2 separate regions of the Athene noctua genome follow, and region 2 is linked to region 1. Evidence: chromatin contacts called from public Hi-C data. All regions are on one chromosome and are shown on one strand. Each heading gives the region's core, a stretch centred on a gene start, on an enhancer-like site or on the middle of the called end of the contact. The rest is flanking DNA. Distances are from core to core; before and after follow the strand shown.

Region 1 (3,630 bases), core at 726-3,225:
GAAGGTAGAGGGGCTTGGGAGCAAACAGAGGTGGCTGGATAAATGCTCGTCCTGAAGAGAAAGGCACCAGCCTCTTTTTTTTTCCAGCATCTCTGGAGGGAGAAGGTACTTTGCATCGTATTTCTGGAAAAGGGGGGCCTCATGTGGTCAGCCGGGAGAACAGCTGCCCGTCGGGCTGGGGGGAGCTCCCGTTTCAGCGAAGCTGCTGTTAGGACAGCCAGGCCGGTAAACATGGCCATGCTGGTGGTGTTTCATAGCAATACTGATGACTAGATTAAAGGATGAAGAAACACCCGAGTATGATTGCAGCTGATCTGTTATTGAACAGGTCTGAAGTAGGAAATATGGTTCTCACTGATCCTTTTTTTCTTATTGTGTTAGAAGATTTCATTGCTTTTCTTAGGCATCTAAAACAAGTAACAAATGTAACTCAAGCTCAAAAGTCCATGTTTGATATTAAATTAATTAGTTGAACAAGAGAATGGAAATGGAGCTGTGGTCTGTCAGGTAACTGACCAAATGACAACATTTTGATTCAAGCGCAAAATTAAGAAAAAAATCCCCCAAATCTGAAAGAGTGTCTAGTACATGTAAATTTAAGAAAATAATGTATGAGGTATCCAACGCTCAGTTCTTTGCCTTTAGAGGTTGTAATATCTAGCTGTGAGGAACTGCACAGCAACCCAGGTAGAGGCCTCTGAGAATTCCCATGTATCAGCCATGCGTAGGTTAAAGCCCTAGTGCACGAGAGGGTAGTCCAGCACTCTTACCTTAGATACATATCTTGGAGAGAAATTAGTCCAGTTGTAATGTATTTATCTCATTCCCCTGACTGCATTCTTATTCTCTGTTCTAAGCACATTCTCCAGCTTCTTGAAGAATTACAATTAAATTCCCCAAAACATAGGATTTACCGTCAGTAACATGCTGACTGCTATCAGCTGGGATTTGTGAGAAGCCTCTCATCGTGCCTGCCCTTCTGAAGAGAATTACTTCTGTTTGTGACTTTAGCTGGGAGTAGTCTCTGGGGAAGGCACAGGTCTGCCCTTGTGTCCACACACGAACAGTGCGGGGCTGAAAGCTGGCTCCTTGTTTGTTCCTGTTTGATTTGTAACATTTGTCCATTGTCTTATCTTTTTCAGTGACTTAAATCCATTCCCTTGCTTAACATTAGTCAAAATTTCCCTTAAAAGCAAATGTACTTGTGATTGGGATGTAGCTCTCAACATACTAGGTTCAGGTCATCAGGATACTAATGCTGGGATTCATCTGCTACACAGAAATTGCATGTGGGAGTGGGTTATCAGGTTCACCTCAAGTAGTTGCCTTTATTGCACATTGATCAGGCAGGGTGAAGAGAACAGTATTCTGGACTCTGTAATCTCACCATGGTTTTTTAGTTTGCTTATCTCCCCGATGCAGCAGATAGTGTCTAATGATGTACTATCAGCAATTGCATCTTCTAAACTATCTCCAGGGTGAGATGCAGAGGAAGCATTCTCTGATGATGGAAGCTAGTGTTTATTATCAAATGCTTTTCAGGACCTTACTTCCCACAGGGAAGAAAAAACCCTGCAACACTGTTCAATTTTCTTATTTTGTCTAGAGAAAACTAATTGAGAAATGTTGCCTCTTGAGATTAAAAGAACACATGTGGGGGCAAAAGAAGTGTGTATTATTCTAAAGCTTTATTTTTTCTTTCTATAACTGAAGTGCATTTTGCAACAATATTTATACCCATAGGGTCCAATTCAGGTTGTCTTCTGGTAATATTTATTTATCTTTTTTTTTTTTTCCAAGAGCGTGATGCCAATGTCCCTGAAATTCATAGTGGAAGTGCTTGTTCAAAAGGAAAAAAACACAGAAAAACCAGAGGGAATCCTGCCATGTGACCTTTTTACCTGCGCATCCATCTTCTGCGCCTCCCTAGGGGATGCTGTAGATGGCCTTGCAGGCGGTTTCCCGGTAGGAAGGGCCGTCCTCTGGGCACTGCGGGAGCAGGAAGAAGGGGGCGTCCGCCGCTCCCCCGGACACCCCCTTCTTTTCACTGCCAGGAGCAGGCCGCGGCGGGGCGGGCGCAGCCGCCGCTGCGCGCCCGCGCAGGCCGCCTGTTCCGCTCGGCGCCGCTCCCCGCCGCGCCGGTCCGTGCCGCCGGGCATGGCGCCGCTGGTGCTGTACCACTGGACGCAGTCCTTCTCCTCGCAGAAGGTGAGGGGGGCGGCGGGGGCGCGGCGCGGCGGCCGGCAGGCCCCGGAGTGCCTCCTCCCGGCGGGCCGGCAGCCCCTGCCTGCCCGCCGCGGGCGGGGGCCAGGGCGGCGGCGGCCTGCACCCGCGGCGGGGCCGGGCGGGGCGGCAGAGTGGCGAGCGGTGCCCGGAGAGTGCGTCCTCTGGGGTGACCCGGCGGTGCCGTTGCAGGTGCGCCTGGCGATAGCCGAAAAAGCCCTGAAGTGCGAAGAGCACGATGTAAACCTGCCGCTGAGCGAGCACAACGAACCGTGGTTCATGCGCTTAAATTCCTCTGGAGAAGTGCCAGTCCTGATCCACGGGGAAAACATCATTTGTGAGGCAACGCAGATTATCGACTACCTTGAAGCAACGTTTGTAGACGGTAATCCCACAGGCGTTTTGGTGTGAAATCCTTGCCCCCGCACCCACAGCAGTGGTGGGGTCAGCTCCCTGTCACACCACACATTGGTTTGTTCAGGACCCGAAAATGTTTAAAGTCTCACAAGTAAATGGGCTCCCCTAATAGTTGGTGGTATGGAGTAAAATCACTTTCCTTTAAAATGGATTTAAGGCCTTCCAGCATCTTTACAGGCAGCTGTAAGTAAAAACCTACCTCTGCCTCCTTACCCCCTCAGGAAAGGCAGAGAAGTCAGTAATGGGAGCACCGCCCTGAGCTAACCCTGAGGTGAGGCTGCCGAGACATCGGATGGAGAGTTCCACTGCTGCTGCGTGGGTAGGGCAGGTGCTGCTACCCTGCAGGAAAAAGAGATGCTTAATTCCAGAATAATCTTGGGTGGAAAAGTGAAGTAAAATGAGTAAATTGGTTTTGGAGCCAAAATGGAGTGAAGAATTTAAAAAGTAGGAGGAAGAAACTCAGAAGTGATCATGTGCAGGCTTTTGAATTTGTATTGCTGAAAAACAGACGGCCTCAATTTTTGATGGAACTGCAGAGTTGTACTTTTTTAGGTGTGAAGAGGCAGCATTTTGTGTTTTAGGGGTTTAGCGCAGTGACTTCTAAGGAATGAAGAAAACTTAATTGTTGAGTGAACATAGTATGTATTTAATGCTGGCGTTTTCACCAAATGAGGAGTTAGGGCCCAGGTGGATTGAGGGCAGAATAGAACTCAGTGGTGTGCCAGAATACTTCTGATCATGCTTTGAGTAGGATTCCAATGCATTGCAGCTGTAGTAATGTTTCAGCCGTAGCAATTTACTGGAACATCAGTTGTGCCCTGCTGTGAGGGGGCTGAAGAGTTATCTGCCATTGTTGCCCAAGTACAAAATAGATGCTGAATCCAGTTTTTGGATTCGAAGGCCTCTTAAATACATGTTTATCTGGGTTGCTGCATAATAATTGGAATTATTCAAATGTTTTAAAATGAAGTATGTGTATATATGTTTCTC
Region 2 (3,630 bases), core at 482-2,981, 190 kb before region 1:
TTGCAGTATTTACTGACAGTGTGTACTTAGAATCATGGAAACATTTAGGCTGGAAAAGACTCTTAAGATCATCGAGTCCAACTGCAAACCTAATGCTGCCAAGTCCACCACTGAACCATGTCCCTACGTCTTTTAAAATACCCCCAGGGATGGTGACTCCGCCACTCTCCTGGGCAGCCTGTTTCAGTGCTTGACAATCCTTTCAGTGATGAAATTTTTCCTAATATCCAATCTAAACCTCACCTGGTGCAACTTGAGTTTGTTCCCTCTTGTCCTATCATCACTTGTTACTTGGGAAAAGAGACTGGCACCCACCTCACCACAACCTCCTTTCAGGTAGCTGTAGAGAGCGATAAGGTCTCCCCTGAGCCTCCTTTTCTCCAGGCTAAACAACCCCGGTTCCTTCAGCTGTCTCTCACAGGACATGTGCTCTAGACCCTTCACCAGCTTCGTTGCTCTTTGGACACGCTCCAGCACCCCTTGCAGTGAGGGGCCCAAAACTGAACACAGTATTCAAGTATACTTGCACATATGTGACTGGTTTAGATCCCTGTCACTGGTTAAGAGCAGCAGAGACTAGTATTCAAACAACTGTAGTTTGTTCTTCACATTAGAAACAAACTAAAGGAATGGAAATGTGATCTAAAAGGACTTCTAGATGCTTTTCTCTTTTACTTTGGGTTCTGAACAGTCTGTCTTGATACAGATACTCCATAGTGCACTGCAGGCATTTCCAGGTGGGAGACTCTGAAATGCTTGGTGTCCTTCTAAGCTAGGAAATACGCATAAACCAAAACAGGCCTTCTTGTCTACTAACAAATCCTGCAAGATAATTGACTGTAGTGTGTGTGAGTGTTTCAATAAACAGGTTGCTATTAAGTAATGCCCAAAGCCTGATTATGTTAGTTCCACATCCTTCTCAATCCTATTAATTTTGTGAACTATTCAAGTTTATTTTTCTTCGGTTTTATACACTTGGTGAAAAACTGCTCTAATTGCCAAAGTATTACTACTTGCTAATGTTTTCATCCCTGGAAGTTCCTGATGACTTTTTGTGTGTAGGTGACTTGCGTTCAACACTGAAGAAACAATTAATTTATAAGACCTAGAGAATGTGCTCATACGCATGGAGATTCTGAGGGAAATACTGATGTAGAAGTCCAGTCTTCTAAAACAGGTGATTTCCAAGCTCTCTCATTTACAAGGCTACACCTACTATTTGGCTGCCAGCTCCTGCAGCTTCTCCAGTACCAACCAATCACTTGTCCTCAGCAGCTGGATCTCACATCTTACTCTGGTACCAGTTTCACTCAATCTGATGTGAAGAGCAGAAACATATGAAATGTCTCAAGCCTAGACACATTCTTCCTATCCCCTTCCAGCCTTAAAAGCTTACACAAAAGGTCATAGATAACTGCTTTTTTTCCAAAGAAAACAGACAGGATACCTATGAATTTTTCTTTTTGCTCTTTGACTACTGTTATTTTCTTGCCGGTGTTGTCTCAAGCTTTTTTACTTTACTACACAATATTATTCATTAGTCTCTATCTGTTCCTAATTATAAAGCATAATTGTAATTCTTTATTGTTATTTTTAAATTATCCCACAACCCTGTTTTTTTCTTGCAAATGTAAAAAATTCTGATGAGAAAATTATCTTCTTTTGATACTTCAAAGGGAAATCTTCAAATCTCTGATTTCACACTCTTAGCCACACTCTCTAGAATTAAAAGGTAACTAATTTCACTGGAGCTTGCTTTATTACAAACCAAAGATCACATTGGAAAAGATGAAGAAATTATGTGTAGATTTTTGCATGTTACTGTGAAGGACTAATTTAGGTGATGGAAACTTCATGAAATTCTCTTTGTGCTGTAAAAATTAAGAGCACACGTGAATTATTAGAATTGTTCAGTATAACTTAATAGGTGGAAACTGGGTAAGCTGCTGTAATTTGGTTGCTCTGGAGTTCTGTGGTCATACCATGAATTTCTTCATGCACCCGTGTGCAACATGGCCTGCTGCAGCCTCCCTGAGAAATGGGACAAGTGTGCTAGTTAGGAGTTGGATCCACTATAATAAGATTATCCCACAGCTAAACAGACCTCAGTGAGCAGCTATTTTAAGCAGAGAAGAACAGAGAACAAGAGCAAACAGCTAGAAAACATGCCCAGCTGTCTACATTTCTGGAATACCAGGGTCGACTGTGTTACTGTGGTGTGCTTTCTGTCAGCCTCAGGTAGGACACAATCCTTTCTTCTCCCTTCACCCTCTGCTTTATCTTCTTTTTGACAACCTTAATGGTTTAATGTATACTTTAGAGTGTAACTGTAAGCTTTAATCCTAAGCTTGGCTTGGAAAGAATAAACCATAAGCCTACTGGCAACGGGTAAAGAGTTATTTCCAGTATAATTGTTTCCACGAGATACCACCTGGTGTGTATTTGCTTCACTTTAATAGTCTTCAGTGGTTTATTGTGATATATTCATATCAAACCACTAAACCAAGGTGAATACAGCATTTAAAAAAGATATTCAGAATAATGCATGTCACTTTCTTTCTTTCTAGAACTCCTTGATTTCTTACTCAAATGTTACTAACTCACCAGTGGGTATGTGCTGGTGCAGTGCTCTTGGGTTGGACTCCCCTGGCACTCTAAAGCACTTCATCAGCTGCGTGTAGAGGAGCTGAATCCTTTACCTCTTTCTAGTATCCCTGGGCATGACTTTCTATTTCCATTATAAACATTGTCAAAGAGGATTTGAGAAGATAGATTTATCCATAAATTGCTACAGTTTTCTATTCTTCACGTTGATTGCTAAGTGTGTTTTTCTTTTGTGAGTACTTGTCTTATGCCTTACACAGCCCTATTGTATTAGAGTGTCTTCAGCAGCAACCCTAAACCCAGGATCAGAAGTAATAAACATGTCTGCTTCCAGATGCGAAAAGATCAACTTCAAAAACTTTCATAAATGGTCCTGCAAAGAAAATTAAATTGTTATTGCCTCTTTCTTTATTGACTAAATATGTTTAACATCTTAAAAGAGTTTTCCATTAACATGAGGTTTTGGTACATGCCAAGAACTAGGACATAATTTTTAATTCTGTCTGACTAAAATTTTGAAATGGCGTACTTTCCTCTGCTGTACTGCTATACTGTTATTTATTTTTCTGTGATGGGATATTATGATAATGTATATTCTAAATCTTTCCTGAGGAGATTTCAGTGACTTATAAGTACTTATCTGGTCAAAGTATTCATCTGCAGCCAATAATCCAAATACAAAGTGATTATTTTGAAAAGCAATCAGAAGTAAGTTAAGCAGTTTTTAGATGTATTGAGAAAGAAGATAAAAATACCATAAATCAGTTTATAAATCAGTTTTAAGGATTTTAATCACAAATTGGTGAGGAGGCTTGGAGTTAAATTTCTACTTTTGTCATCTCATAGAGAAAACGAGAAGTCATAGTATGAAGTCCTAAATTCTCTAGACTTGGATTTGTTTTATGTACTGTTAACTGATTATGAGAGTTGATCCCTACTAAATAGAGTTGCAAAGGATTTAAAAATAAATAAATTGTCACAAAACTCTAGTGAAGTAATGCTATTGTGTAGCTCTTTCCACTTCTT

What was found. Hi-C and Micro-C count contacts between places; a contact is called where the count stands out from the background.
Region 2: a contact with region 1 is called in a Hi-C map of liver, with 10 times the contacts expected there. The contact joins the promoter of LY96 here to the promoter of GDAP1 in region 1. A contact is called at or near these places in 2 of 2 Hi-C or Micro-C datasets (heart and liver).

The regions. Positions count from the first base shown.
Region 1 is chr2:35,295,044-35,298,673 of bAthNoc1.hap1.1, reverse strand. GDAP1 (ganglioside induced differentiation associated protein 1) reads left to right here and starts at 1,975. Exons shown (of 4, transcript XM_074898818.1): 1 at 1,975-2,208; 2 at 2,416-2,608. The coding sequence starts at 2,158.
Region 2 is chr2:35,488,495-35,492,124 of bAthNoc1.hap1.1, reverse strand. LY96 (lymphocyte antigen 96) reads left to right here and starts at 1,731. Exons shown (of 7, transcript XM_074898829.1): 1 at 1,731-2,238. The coding sequence starts at 2,166.